Regions from separate parts of the Mus musculus genome. Here region 2 is linked to region 1. Evidence: chromatin contacts called from public promoter capture Hi-C data. All regions are on one chromosome and are shown on one strand. Each heading gives the region's core, a stretch centred on a gene start, on an enhancer-like site or on the middle of the called end of the contact. The rest is flanking DNA. Distances are from core to core; before and after follow the strand shown. Region 1 holds the start of Nid2 (nidogen 2). Region 2 overlaps Gng2 (guanine nucleotide binding protein (G protein), gamma 2).

Region 1 (6,365 bases), core at 2,994-5,493:
GAGGTATGTCATAGGTTTGCTTAAATTTTATGGACAGCACAGGTTCAGGGGTAGAGTGTATTAGTAAGGTGTGGGAATTTCTACATGTAAGAGTAGCTTAAGCCAGCAGGGGTGTGTTTTCTCTCATAGCGAAGGGGTGGTGTCAGGCAGTCAGTGACTGACTCAGATACTCTGCTCTCTGCAGTTAGACTTGGTCATGTTTTGCTCTCATAGAGACCATTTCACCATAGGAAGATGGTTGGTTGAGCACAGTACATTGCAATCGTGCTTAAGGATACAGGAGTGGGATATAAGCCTTTATCACATCAATTATAAATGTCCTTCCAGAGATCAACAGCCAGCTAGGTAGATACCATCTCCAATGGCCACCTTTGACTGTAAGAGAAGCTAAGCAAGCAATATGAAGCTTCTGAGTCCAAAGCAAAGAGGAGGAAGGCTGCTGGGAACGAATCTGAATGTCCACTATATCAGCTCTCTCTGTATTTAAAATCACAGGAAACCTACATGTTCGATAACACAGACGACAAGACTGCGAGACTCACAGTTTATACACTGTACATTTTACATCAAATACTATCTTACGAATGGTATTTCTTCGGCCCAACATAATTCTACTTGAGCCTCAGTCTGGGAAGACATGCTAGTTTGCCCAATTCTATTTTTTCACAGGCCAACACACCAGTCTTGAAATATAATGGATAATAAAGTTATGCGGAGAATCCCTGAATACTAGGCCACCCATAGAGTGTGCTTGTCTGACTTTGCATGGAGCAGATGCTCCTGGGCTACCCATGGACATTGCTCATCTGACGATGCACAGAACATGCTCTTGAGTACTCGCTTCTATCTGCACACTGAGGCACAGATGTGCTTTAACTTTCCTAAGCAAAATAACAGGAAGTAACGTCATTCTTGGGGTCATGGCACTCATAACAGAATGTGTCACTGGAGATCTATTGGGAAGGCGTCGTGTCTGATACAGACCCTAGCTCGAGATGGATAAAATAATCTCAATTCTCAAACGTTCTTCAGTCTACTGTAAGGACCCAACCCAAGAGGGCTAAACGCTTCTACATCCTTTACAACTTCAGTTTGAAAGGGGCCTCTGCCTCTTCAGCCAGCTGGGCAGGTCATGGAAATTCTATCCTTGCAAATGAAACTGTGGGTACCAGAAAAGCATTTTTTCCCTCTGACTAGTGAAACAGCTATGACAGAAATTTTCTTTTCCCCATGACACTTTAAAAATGACTCCTTTAAAAGTGACATTTTAAAGAAGCTTCTCTTTTGGTGCCATGGAGTTGCTTAAAAATAAATTAGAATAAAAGCTCTAAGGAATGTCTGTTTGAGCACAGCTGTGATTCGGGGAAACAAGACTGTTCATTTCAGCCATCTCTCCCCTGGAACTCCTTCTTGGTCCTCAGATTACATGGGAATCAAAACTAGTGCTATCTTTATTTTCAAAGCCAGTTGGCCTGTTTTGCTGGCAAATACATGTTATGCTAGAGCCTTGCATTTATGCTTCATTTTCAGAACCAAATTGTGATGGTGAGCCTGTAAGGTCGAGGATCAGGTCATGACAGCTAGGGTAAGCTTTCGGGAATATTGCATGAATGAATGAGAGACTGATGAAAACCGGAGAACAGTAGTGGGTGGGTTGCTAAGCAGCTTGGTAAAGAGGATTACAAATTAGGTCTGATTAGTAGAAAAGGTGGCAGAGAAGAATGTTGTTCTAGGCCAACAGAGCTGGGCCCTAGTCCCAGGGTGGCTTGCTTGGCTTCACCCACTCAACAAATACTCCTTGAATACTCTAGGCACCGTGACAGGCTCAGAATAAGACAAAATTTCTTCTCCCAAAACATACTGATGGTGGCTAATCAGACCAGGGGAGAGATGTGGAAAGAGAGACCACCACGGTAAGCGTGGTGGAGCAAGAAGAGGCTTCTAGATCTGGCTGTTTTCCAGGAAAGCTTTCTGAAGACTATTGCTTCATGTCTTGAGGGATGCAAAGGGTCATTTATGGATTGGTGGGGACACTTATCCACCATAGGGAAGGGGACTAGTGTGTGAGCTATTCTGCGTCATGAAATATAGGAGGTGCCATTTGAGAGCCGATGGCACAGCCAGAGATGAATCAAGAGAAGTAACCTAAGTTACTTTGCAAAGTGAAAATGCCATTGAATCAGTAAAATCTTCGGTTGAGGGTAGAAGTTTAGAGATTAGACAAAACTGGGTTTAAAGAAAAGCTCTGATGCACACCAGTCATGTGGCAATAATCACTTAAAACAACAAACAAACAAACAAACAAACCACTGCCCAAGCTTAGTCTCCTTAGCACAGTGTCCTGCTGATTTGCTTGTCTATTACATCCAGCAACTCCTCTCAAATCAAATGTCTTAAGACAACAGATATTTAGTAATTCTCGGGGTAATTAATTCTTAATCAAGAATCTGTTGTGGCTTAACTGAGTGAGGCCTTCGCTTCAAGGGTCTATCATATGGCTGCAACCAAAGTCAGCCAGGGCTGTGGTGCTATCTCAAGACTCCACTAGCTCACCTACATGACTCTTAGCAGAATCTGGTTCCTTACTGGCTGGTGACCAGAGGCTGTCTGGAGTTCTTTACTCTGCATTGCTCTCCAAATGCAGTAGATGGCTTCCTCAGAACCAGTGGAGAGATGGTGTTGGCTGGCACGACAGAAAAGCCACTGAAGTGAATTCTCATCACTATGGCCCCCATTCTGTTGGTGAGAATACACAGGCTAGCCCACCTTCCTGGGAGGCTGGGTGATTTTACAAGGGAGGAAACACTAGGAAATCAGGCTGTGGGGATTCCGTCTTGGAATTTGGTTTGCCACTAATTTGTAGGACAGACCTCCAGTCAAAGTTAGCTGCTATTGTTATGCTGAATGGAGGAGATGTGCCGAGCCTGAGGAAGAATCCATGAAGGATGGAAGAGGTGACCTTGAACAAGTCAAATAATCTCACATCTTTGAGACACCATTTTGTCCTCAGCAAAATGTAAATATTTGGTCCCAAGAGGAAAAATGAGAAAAAAAAAATGTGCAAACTTGAGTTTGTTTTGTGTAAGAGCAAACATACCCCTCTCCAGCTAGAGGGAGCAAACTGCTGTGGGCCTTTTTTGTTGTGTTGATTCAGAGTCTTTCAGTCTGGTGTCTTCAAGAAGTTTTAGTATTTGGCCCCATGGGTCTTTAAGAATTACATAGCTGGATAAACACAAAGAGAAAGCTCTGTTTGAGAGTCCTATATCTTTAAGTTTTTTTTTAAACTACCTTTGCTTCTAAGGAGCCTGTGGGGGATGGGCCAAGCCGAGAGAAAACGGACTGTACGTGGGAAATTTCACCCTCCTGATAATAAAATAGTAATAAAATCTCATCCGGCTCCCAGAGGGGATGTTTATGATGGAGGGGGTTCCCCAACACCGGCACAGCTGCTTTCCAGGTTGTAAGGTTTCCCATCCTGCAGGGCAGCTCGGGTTACCGACTCTGTGGCCTCCCGCTAGGGCAGTTCCTAAACTCCCAGGCTTTGGGAGAAACACTCAGTGGTTCCGCCCCGGCGCCTGGCCGCCTCACTCCAGGCTCCAACTCAAGGGGGTCACACAAAGTAGGATTCACCGTCTGCTGAAGGGTGGTTTCCCCCAGGGAAGGCAAACAGCTGGGGAGGACATTTCAGAGGGTGGCAGTGTCCTTACAAAGGTTAGCCAGCGCTTGGGGATAGAATTTAGGAGTCAGCCTTTCACAAAGGCATGCTTCTCAGCAGGAAATTTGGGTGGGGCGGAGCAGCCCCCGGATGGAGACAAAGCTCCTTTGATTCTTTATCCGAGGGCCAGGCCTCTAGCGAGAGGGGTACCCCGGACCCTAGGGCAGGGCGCGAACTCCAGTGTGTTCATTACCCTCCCTCGCTCTGCCAACCCAGTGCGCACAGTCGCTCCTGCCCAGAGCTGCACGCGCGCCGAGGGTCCTGCCAGCCCTTGAGGTCACCTCCTGCAGCGTCGTAGCCTACACTGGAGAGTTGGGGGTAGCCCAGGAGTAGTTGGGACAGCCTAGACCAGACCGGGCCAACGGCCTCACCTTCCAGCCCGGCCACTCCAGCAAACTACAGCAGTCTTAGAAAACCTAATGAGAACCACATGTAGTGGCCGCTGGCGAACTTTCTCAGAGTCGCTGATTGGTCAGTGGCCGAGAGCTGTAGCCAATCAGCGCGCTGGGCGGGCCCGTATTGCGGACCAGAGGTCCAAGTTGGAGTCTGGCGGGCAGTGTGGCCCGCAGAGACTTGCGGAGTGGAGGGCAGAGCCAGGGAGGAGTGAGCATGTTTCGGGACCCGACAGCCGGGTGGCTAACACCGCCATCACCGCTATCGCTGCTGGTGATGCTGTTGCTGCTGTCGCGAGTCGGGGCTCTGCGTCCCGACGAGCTCTTTCCTTACGGGGAGTCGTGGGGAGACCAGCTGCTGCCGGAGGGCGACGACGAAAGCTCAGCAGCTGTGAAGCTGGCAATACCCCTGCGTTTCTACGATGCCCAGTTCAGCAGCCTCTACGTAAGTTCAGCTCCCGGAGGTGCGCGGTTGGGTGTGGGACTCTTAGCTTCTTCCCAGGGAGTGGAACAACCTCCATGTTTAACTGTCGTCCCCTCTGGGGACCAGGCTTAGCAGCGGCGCTGCAACTTCTTGATCCTTACTGTGGAGGAATAAGGATCGTTTCAAGGGCGAGCTGGAACCGTGCCCCTCTACTTTGACATTCTAGGCAGGAAGATGAAGTTAAGGCTGCGAGTGGGGTTTGCGTTTAGGGCGGTGGGGGGGGGGGGACTGTGCACGCCGGCAGAGCTATCTTAAGGGCGAGCAATACTGGAGAAAGATGGACCGGTTCGAGAGCAGCCGCACCTGTGGGTCGCAGTGCACTGGAGGGTGAGATAGGAGCTTGCTACCCTGGATGTGGCTCAACCTTGATTGGAGTAGAAATATTTTCTACAATAGGTGGACGGTAGGTGCGTACGACTGGAGCACGGTGGCTGCCCTTGGGCTTGAGCGACCACCACTATTTTGACCTTTTAAAAATATTAAAAATGTTGGGGATTCACGTGCCACCTCGTGTGTATGAAGATCAGAGAACTGGCTTTTTCTTCCACCTTGTGTCCTAGAACTCAAGTCGTCGGGTTTGACGGCAAGGTGCCCTTACCTGCTGAACTGTCTCACCGCCCCTTGGTCTTATTGTAGGTGGGCACCAACGGCATCATCTCCACCCAGGACTTCCCCAGGGAGACTCAATATGTAGATGATGATTTTCCTACTGACTTCCCAGCCATCGCCCCTTTCCTGGCTGACATCGACACTAGTCACAGCAGGGGCCGGATCCTGTACCGCGAGGACACCTCCGGAGCTGTGCTGAGCCTGGCTGCCCGCTACGTGCGCACTGGCTTCCCGCTGTCGGGGTCCAGCTTCACCCCCACCCACGCCTTCCTGGCCACCTGGGAGCACGTGGGCGCCTACGAGGAGGTCAGTCGCGGGGCTGCGCCGTCAGGAGAGGTAAGTGAGGGATACCCTGCAGCTGAATAAATTAAAGGGACGGCCTGAATTTTGTGTTGGATCTAAGGCTTTGACTAGGAGTTTCTTCCCTTGATCAGGCGTTGAACTGGATGAAACCAGTGCTTAGGCAGCTTGTGAGTGAAGTCTATTTATTGTCTCTGGGGGCATTCTAAGGCTCTCCTAAGTGGCTAAGTCGGCTTAGTGAAATGAGGGACTAAGGCTCAGATACCAAGAACCACCTATAAGTACACAAATATTTCTAATGATAGGTTCATTGAAGGGAAAAAATGGAAAATTGAGGAAGTTTTCAAAAGGAACAACCTCTTATTTTCCTACCACTGTTAATTAATTAATTAATTAATTAATTTTTTTGGTATGAGTTGGGCGTGGCAGCACATGCATTTAATTCCAGCAGAGGCAAGCAGATCTCTGTGAGTTCGAGGCCAGCCTGGTCTACAAAGTGAGTTCCAGGACAGTGAGAATCCACAGAGAAACCGTGTCTGGACAAACCAAAAGTAACCCATATTTTGTATGTACATTCCCAGCTATTGCTTTAGCATATTCTTGCCATTAGCAATGGTGGGTTCACAGTGCCCATAATACTGTTTCACTTGCTTCTTCTGCTGGATTGTATACTCTTGAAAGTGTGATTCTGTAACATTGAAACAGCTGTATCAGACCTCCCCCAGTGAACTTATGACCCTTCCTAGGGATCATTAAGGTTGCTCCCGTGTTTTTATTATAATCAGTACTATACAACACTTTTCAAGGTTTTTATTTTATTCATATGTGTGTCTCTCTCTGCTGGTGTTGGTAGGGCTAGAAGAGG
Region 2 (6,911 bases), core at 3,486-5,985, 210 kb after region 1:
TGATAGTTAACCTTGTTTGATGATCTTCAGGACCTCATTATTGTGAGTTGAAAAAAACAAAACAAAACCCTGACCCTCTTATCCAAAGGAAGGTCTAGTGCCTGCTAACTGCTAAGTATGCATTTGTGGTGTGAAGAAACAAATGGATGACAAATTCTAGAAACCAATTAAGCCAGGCTATAAGGCTTTCTGTTTTAATAAGCATTTCACTATAGCCATTAGATGCCTACATAAATAATGGAAAGTCCAGCCACCAGCTTCCAGAGGCCATGCAGTTCAGCCCAACGGAGAAAGGCAAGGCAAGAAGTGGCTGGAAGTGGAAAAGCACAGCACCCGACGATGGTCGCAGAGACTGGATGATAAGGACATGGGGAGTTCTTGTGACCGTTATATCTTTGACATATGCTTAAAATTTTTCATAATGAAGTTGAACTTCAAAGTGGCGTGAGAATCCCGAGCCAGAGGCTAATGGAAACGCCACATCTGGGTAGGAATACACAAACTACAGTTTTGGCCATCTCAGGATAGTGGGGCCTTTCAAGTCTGCAGCCAGTTTTGACTGGCTTTAACTCATCTCAAAGTTAATTAAGTGTCTTCCAGAAGAAGCCCACCAGCCTAAGCTGACCTTTTGCTCTGTTACTGCTAGGGGAAAAGCTCGCACCGTCTCTAACAATCCATTAAGATCAAGGCTTACTTCTCCAAACTAATTGCTCTGCGGCTCCGTCTTGCACAGGTTATGATAATGTCTAAAATCCCTTAATCACTTTTGGCACCACAGGGACACCATTATTAAGGTAACAACTTCAAATGTTCTCCAGCTCAGATTTTTCTTTTTGACTCAGATTTTTTTTTTAAAGAAGATAAGGGCAAATTCAGGTGAAATCGATTTTAACTATCACTAAAGAGACCCACATTTTCTTTAAATACCAGAGCCAGACCAACATTGTTAGAAGCTATAGCTGGTTGTTTTCTGTAAGAACATCACAAACTTAAATGTCTATAAGATACTGATGCTTTCATGGACCCTTCTGAAGTCTGCTTATGTTCATGTTGATCATGATGATCCCAGAAGGACAGAGTTTAGAATTCTTACCTGGTCAGTGTTCAAGGCCTGACGCTCCCTGGCAGATCTGACTGTTTGAAAAGAAGAAGAAAGCACACTTTTAAAAAAATGAGAAATAGCAAAAGCTATAAGAGCTAAGTGAGCCAATGAACGCTTCTGTGGCCAGGGCGAGTAGTAATGGCAGCCCATGTCAGAACCTACATTTTGTGAACTTGCTCTTTTTAAGAAATGTACACAGTATGTAAAATAGGAATCCTCTGCTTTGTGAAATTCACACACACATACACACACACACACACACACACACACACACACACACACACACGCTCGCAAACAACAGCAACCAAACACCAAGAGAACACAATAGACCAAAGATCCCCAGCAAAGCAGAGTTCTTGGTGGTAGAAGCTAAGTACCCTGGGAGTACTTAGTACTTTGTACTTGGTGGCAGAAGCTAAGTACCTAAACTCTCCTCCTGACCTAAGCCAATTGGTTCCCACAAAGACTGTACTTCCTCTTGCCCTAGTTGTTGGAGGAAGAGCTAGAGTCTGTGGGTACCTGGCCCTTTACAAGTGCAGATGGAAGCAAGCTGTGCTTGTTATGGTCTCTCTGGACTGTAGCTTTTCCCAGGTTGTTTGTGGTCTACAGGCACTTGCACTCTTTGCTACTAATGCCCCCTGTGAATTCAAATTGAATCGGCCTAATTGTGCTTCCCACCAGAAGGAGTGTCCTTTCTCTTGGAGAACTTCAGAGCACCCACACCAACACCTTGGGGAAGCGCCTTCCCATTCCTACTTCCTTTTGGACTCAGAACAAAAAGGTATCTCCCACCAAGGGGACGGTGACTGAGGGTGGAAGTCAGTTTCCCATTGGGTCATAGGACTAAATGAACCTCGGTATCTCCAGAGATCTCACACCGTGTGAGACTGATACACAGGTTTTAGTCTCTGCCCAATCAACTGTATTCTCAGAGTGCTAGAAGGGTCACGTGGTTTAAATGAGCCAAAGTTATTAAAAAAGAAAATCATTATCTTGTGATTAATGACAGCAGAGGAAAAGAAAACAAGCCAAGGGCAAAAAAACAACCTATTTTCAGAGAACGAACCCTGGGGATAATAATGACTAAATGGGACTTAGAAAATGAGCCTGGGCAAGGGTGCTCTGGGGTGCGTGCAGGCTCATATATTATTGCTGAGAGCATAAATTGGCACAAGTCTCTGGGAAGCAGCTTGGTACTATTTATCAAGAGACTTAGATGTTGTTCTCAATCATCATTTTCATGATTCCACTCCTTGATTCTAACAACAGCTGTAGACAAAAATTATTACCAAGGCATAAGAAATGGCCCAATTACCAACAATACCACTTCCTACGCAAAGGAAATCCTGCATGGTGAACGACAACGAGTATGAGCCTTTTGTGTTGCTGGGGAGGATGGCTATTGCACGTTCAAAGCAAGCCCTCTATCAGTGAGCTTCATGCCCAGCCCGGATGTAAGAGATGTAAATGAGGGAAATGCACCTGGTACAGTTAAGCAGCATCAATGCAGGTTACCCGCTGTATAATGTCAACTGGCCTCCTACCGCAGAGCTTAGCGCATCCTGCAGCCCCATTTAAAAGTTTGTTCTTCTAGGTTTTAGTTACTGTGCAGTCTGAAAATGTTAATGCATGGAAAATGGAAAATTCCAGGGATGAATAATTCATGTTTCAAATTATGCCACTCTGATCCCCTCAGTCCTGCCCAGGATACTAGTCATCCCTTTGCCTAAAGTACCCACACTGTATATCCACGCTGCCTACCTCTCCATCACTTACAGAGTCCTTTATTACACATCTTGGGGCAAAGTATTGCAGTCAAGCATTCTTTAAATAGTAGCCTAGCACTGCGTTAAAATATCTTTATTGTTTAATGTACTCTGTTTTATCCTGCAAGCACATCGGGTGTGTACACAAGACTGAGGTATTTTGAGAAAGACTACATCTCCGTACATGTTAAGAAAAGCTCATTTTCCCAGCCTCCCTTGCTGCTAGTTGTGCAGGCATGTAACGGAGTTTGATAGAACTGCAAAGGTAGTGCCTGTAAGCTGTGGCTCCGCCTTTCTCCTTCTCCCTTCCTGCTGGGTCTTTGTAACAAGCCACCTCAGACCACAAGAACAACAACCTGGCAGAAGAGCCGGGTCCCCTGAGTGATCTTTATCTAGCATAGCTACCCAGTCCTTAGTCATTCACCTCTGGGCTGTTTTATTAAAAAGAAATAAATACTTTTTAACTTCCTTTAGCCACTGTAAAATCAGCCCCTGCTACATCAATTACTTGAACCAGTAACAAACTTAATAAATGATGGCAATTCTTTCTTTCGTTATTCATAATTTATGCCACTATTTCCAAATTTTTAATGCTCCCCATGAATTACTTTGATGATCAGTAAAATATTAAGTCAAGGCTTATTATTATTATGTTTTTAAAATGTTTTTTATTTTTCAGGTTTTCGTTTGTGTGTGCATGTGTGTGTGTGTGTGTGTGTGTGTGTGTGTAAGTGTGTGAAGATGGACATGCACACCACAGCACACATGGGAAAGTCAGAGGACAACTTGAGAGTCAGTTCTCTTTCCAGCTAGGGGTCCAATTCAGGTCATCATTTTTGAGCAGCAAATGCTTTTACCCCTCAAGCCATCTTAATGGCCCAACTCAAGCTTTATTTACTAATGTTAAGACGATCAAATCTAGAACAATGTTTGGGTAATAATTACTTCTACTTTTGAGAGTAAGATAGATATGTAGTTTAGAACCAAAAATGTCGTAGTGAGCATAAATCAAGCAACTTCACTTCATTTCAATTTTAATAGAACTCCAAGTAAACTCTGCCTTAAAGAGGCATGGTCTAAAGAATAAAATTTCAGCCAATACATGACAGTCACATACGTGAGAGGATGCCCAGCCTCGGGAAAGAGAATTGGAAAGTTCTGTGTGTGGCCTCATACCTTTGGCCCATGGCTCTGCTGCCCCTTTCAGTAGAACTGAAACAAGTGACATCTATAAAATGCCACTAATTGGTTGAGGCCTGGGACATCTTGGATGTCCATCAAACCAATGTATGCTTTGATTTTTGTTTCCTTAGGAGCAATGGCAGATTTAGAGGAACTCCTGTAACTTCAGTGGTCTCCTTAGAGACCCATGGGCCTGCATCATAAGATGGTTGCCCAATATAAAGGAGTCAAATCCAGTCCATAAATAATGAAAAGCTACAGGTCCATATATGAATCAGATGAGAGACATAAAACCAACCTCTAACTGGGTAGTACAGGGAGAATCATTTAAATCTGCAATAATGATATGCCAGAGGTGTTCGGTGCCTTTTAAGAGACCATTAGAGCCCTGTGCACAAACACTCAAAGCATTTCATCAGGTTGACCTTAGAGACTTACCTGTAATTATATATTAGCTAAAGAAACCATTTGTCCTTTCCTCCCCCTAGGAGAGTACCGATCAGTCCTTTTCTCCCCTGTGAACTGCAATCCCCAACACTAATAGGCCATTAGTCCCAGAGTCTCTCCACTTCCCTCCAGGATGACTGTGCCAGTGTCTTCAAGGGAAACCCCTAAACTCTCTCCCGCAGTAGCAGGCTGAAGCCGACGGTCAAAGCTCACAGTTCACAGTTTTTCTCCCCTTCTTCCCTGTGCAGGAACATAATCAAGGCAGCTCAACAGGCCTAATTACCATGGAAACCACATGCACTATGGGATTATGAGTGTATTTGTTAAAATGACTCACAGGCTAGTCCCTCAGAAGCCCCAGACACACAGGTTTCTGGATGGTTTATAAAATCCATTTAAATGTTTTTTGGTTTTGCTTTTAAAAAAAAAAAAAAAGATTTTTTTTTTCCGGCTTTTATTGGTTTATCTGTTGCAATGAGGAGGGATCCATAAAGTCAACAGGCCGCTCTCCTTAAAAATGAAAAAACAACAGAGACAGACAGAGAGAGACAAAGAAAGAGAGACAGAGAGAGAAAGACAGAGAGAGACAGAGAGACAGAGAGAAACAGAGAGAAACAAAGAAACAGAGACAGGGAGAGACAGAGAAAGACACAGAGACACAGAGAGTGAAAGACACACACAGAGAGACAGAGAGACACACACAGAGAGAAAGATTCACACAGAGAGAAAGACACACACACACAGAGAGAGAGAGAGAGAGAGAGAGAGAGAGAGAGAAACACACAGAGAGAGACAGGAGAGAGACAGAAAGACACAGGGAGAGAAAGACACAGAGAGACAGAGAGAGAAAGAGAGAGAGAGAAAGACACAGAGAGAGAGAGACAGGAGAGAGACAGAAAGACACAGGGAGAGACAGGCACAGAGAGACAGAGAGAGAAAGATAGAGAGAGAGAGAGAGAGAGAGAGAGAGAGAGAAAGACACAGAGAGAGACAGAGAGACAGAGAGAGAGACAGAGAGAGCAGAAATAGAAAGAAAGTGAGCCAGTTGCCTCTGTTCTAAGATTAATCTATTTTTACCTCAGGTTTACAATGAAATTAATTTGAATTTGTCTATGGGAGGTAATTAATCTCTTTCTCATCTAAATAATTTAAGTATTCCATAAAGTAGTTTTAGACACTCAAGTGAAATAATTAGGTGAAATAAAATATTTATTAAGAAATACCAAACAAAATGACTTAAATCCGGGAGCACAAACTGTTACAGCAGCAGACCGTCCACAGCAGCAGACCGTCCACAGCAGCAGACCGTCCACAGCAGCAGACCGTCCACAGCAGCAGACCGTCCACAGCAGCAGACCGTCCACAGCAGCAGAATGTCCACAGCAGCAAAATATCTTTCCACAGCAGCTGACTATGATTCGCCCCATGCTCTAGCAGGAGTGTGATTTTGCCAGCCGCAGACAGTTTTTGTGATTGTGTGACATTTTGAATTCTGAGGACTTTTCAGAGGAAATATATAAATGCTAGGGCCCCAAGAGGTGTGTTATGTTGGTGGTGGTTGGTTGTTTGGTTGTTTGGTGGTTATTGTTGGTCACAGTTTGTTAAATAGTCATGTGTAAGGAAGAAACAACAAGAAGAAATTAGATATCCTGATGGCGAAGATCAAACTTGCCCCAAGGATCTCAACACCCCTAACCAGCAGAAAGTAGTCTAACAACAGTGTCACCCCTTTCCAGCCCCTGACTTTATCAGGGATCTCTGTCCTTTCCCTCCATCCTTTTTTCTCTCCTATCTAGTGTGAGGGGATTGAAGGGGTGGAAGGAAAGAGGTGGAGAAGGAGAAAGAGGAACCCACAAAGTAGCAAACACCAGCTACAGGATGTCACAAGTTAAACATTGTATTTTTAAAATTCGAAGACATTTAAAGAAACGACAATGACTTCCACCTCCTTAGTAAGCATCATTTAAGGCCCTGAACAAACAACTATGCATCATTATCTGTAGCTGGAACGTGACGGTGGGGCTTAGGGAGACCTGGTCCACCCAGAGGCCCAGGCCTGGCCTGACTCTTACCTTCTCTCTGAAGAAGGCATTCCTGTGAGTAGATCTCTCTCGCTGCTGAGCAGCCCAGGTCTGACTCTGCTACTGCTATTGATTCCCTCAAAGAAAGCTCTGCTAACCATCTCAGCATACCTATTTCCTCTGTGAGAAATAGAACTAAGCCTTATTCCAAAAAAATAAAAAATAAAACACAAATTACTCCTAATTATCTTCCCCACTCAGTAACATTATATACACAAAAATGCAACAAAATGGGCATTTAAAATCACTTTCTTCAGAATTATGTACATGTTTTATGCATCAATGCCAAAAACCACTCTGATAGTTTAAAGGAAAATAAATCCAAAGGAATAT

The links. Promoter capture Hi-C pulls out the DNA fragments that hold promoters and counts their contacts.
Region 2: a promoter capture Hi-C map of cranial neural crest shows a contact between it and region 1. The contact joins the enhancer-like site here to the promoter of Nid2 in region 1. A contact is called at or near these places in 12 of 39 promoter capture datasets (the HPC-7 cell line, cranial neural crest, embryonic stem cells and 7 more), 4 of 484 Hi-C or Micro-C datasets (the G1E-ER4 cell line, embryonic stem cells and nephron progenitors), 5 of 115 datasets of contacts at active chromatin or transcription factors (astrocytes, embryonic limb bud, embryonic stem cells and 2 more) and 1 of 9 other capture datasets (adipose tissue).

Annotation. Positions count from the first base shown.
Region 1 is chr14:19,747,014-19,753,378 of GRCm38.p6, forward strand. Nid2 (nidogen 2) reads left to right here and starts at 4,244. Exons shown (of 21, transcript NM_008695.2): 1 at 4,244-4,552; 2 at 5,228-5,536. The coding sequence starts at 4,325.
Region 2 is chr14:19,959,561-19,966,471 of GRCm38.p6, forward strand. It overlaps Gng2 (guanine nucleotide binding protein (G protein), gamma 2), which reads right to left. Exons shown (of 4, transcript NM_010315.4): 2 at 1,094-1,134. Among named protein-coding and RNA genes, the nearest start is that of Gng2, 14 kb to the right of the region's middle. Within about 2 kb of position 4,736, at least 29 of the 459 cell types and tissues checked have an H3K27ac peak or open chromatin away from gene starts, as enhancers often do. A contact at or near this core is called in the G1E-ER4 cell line, where this site is marked.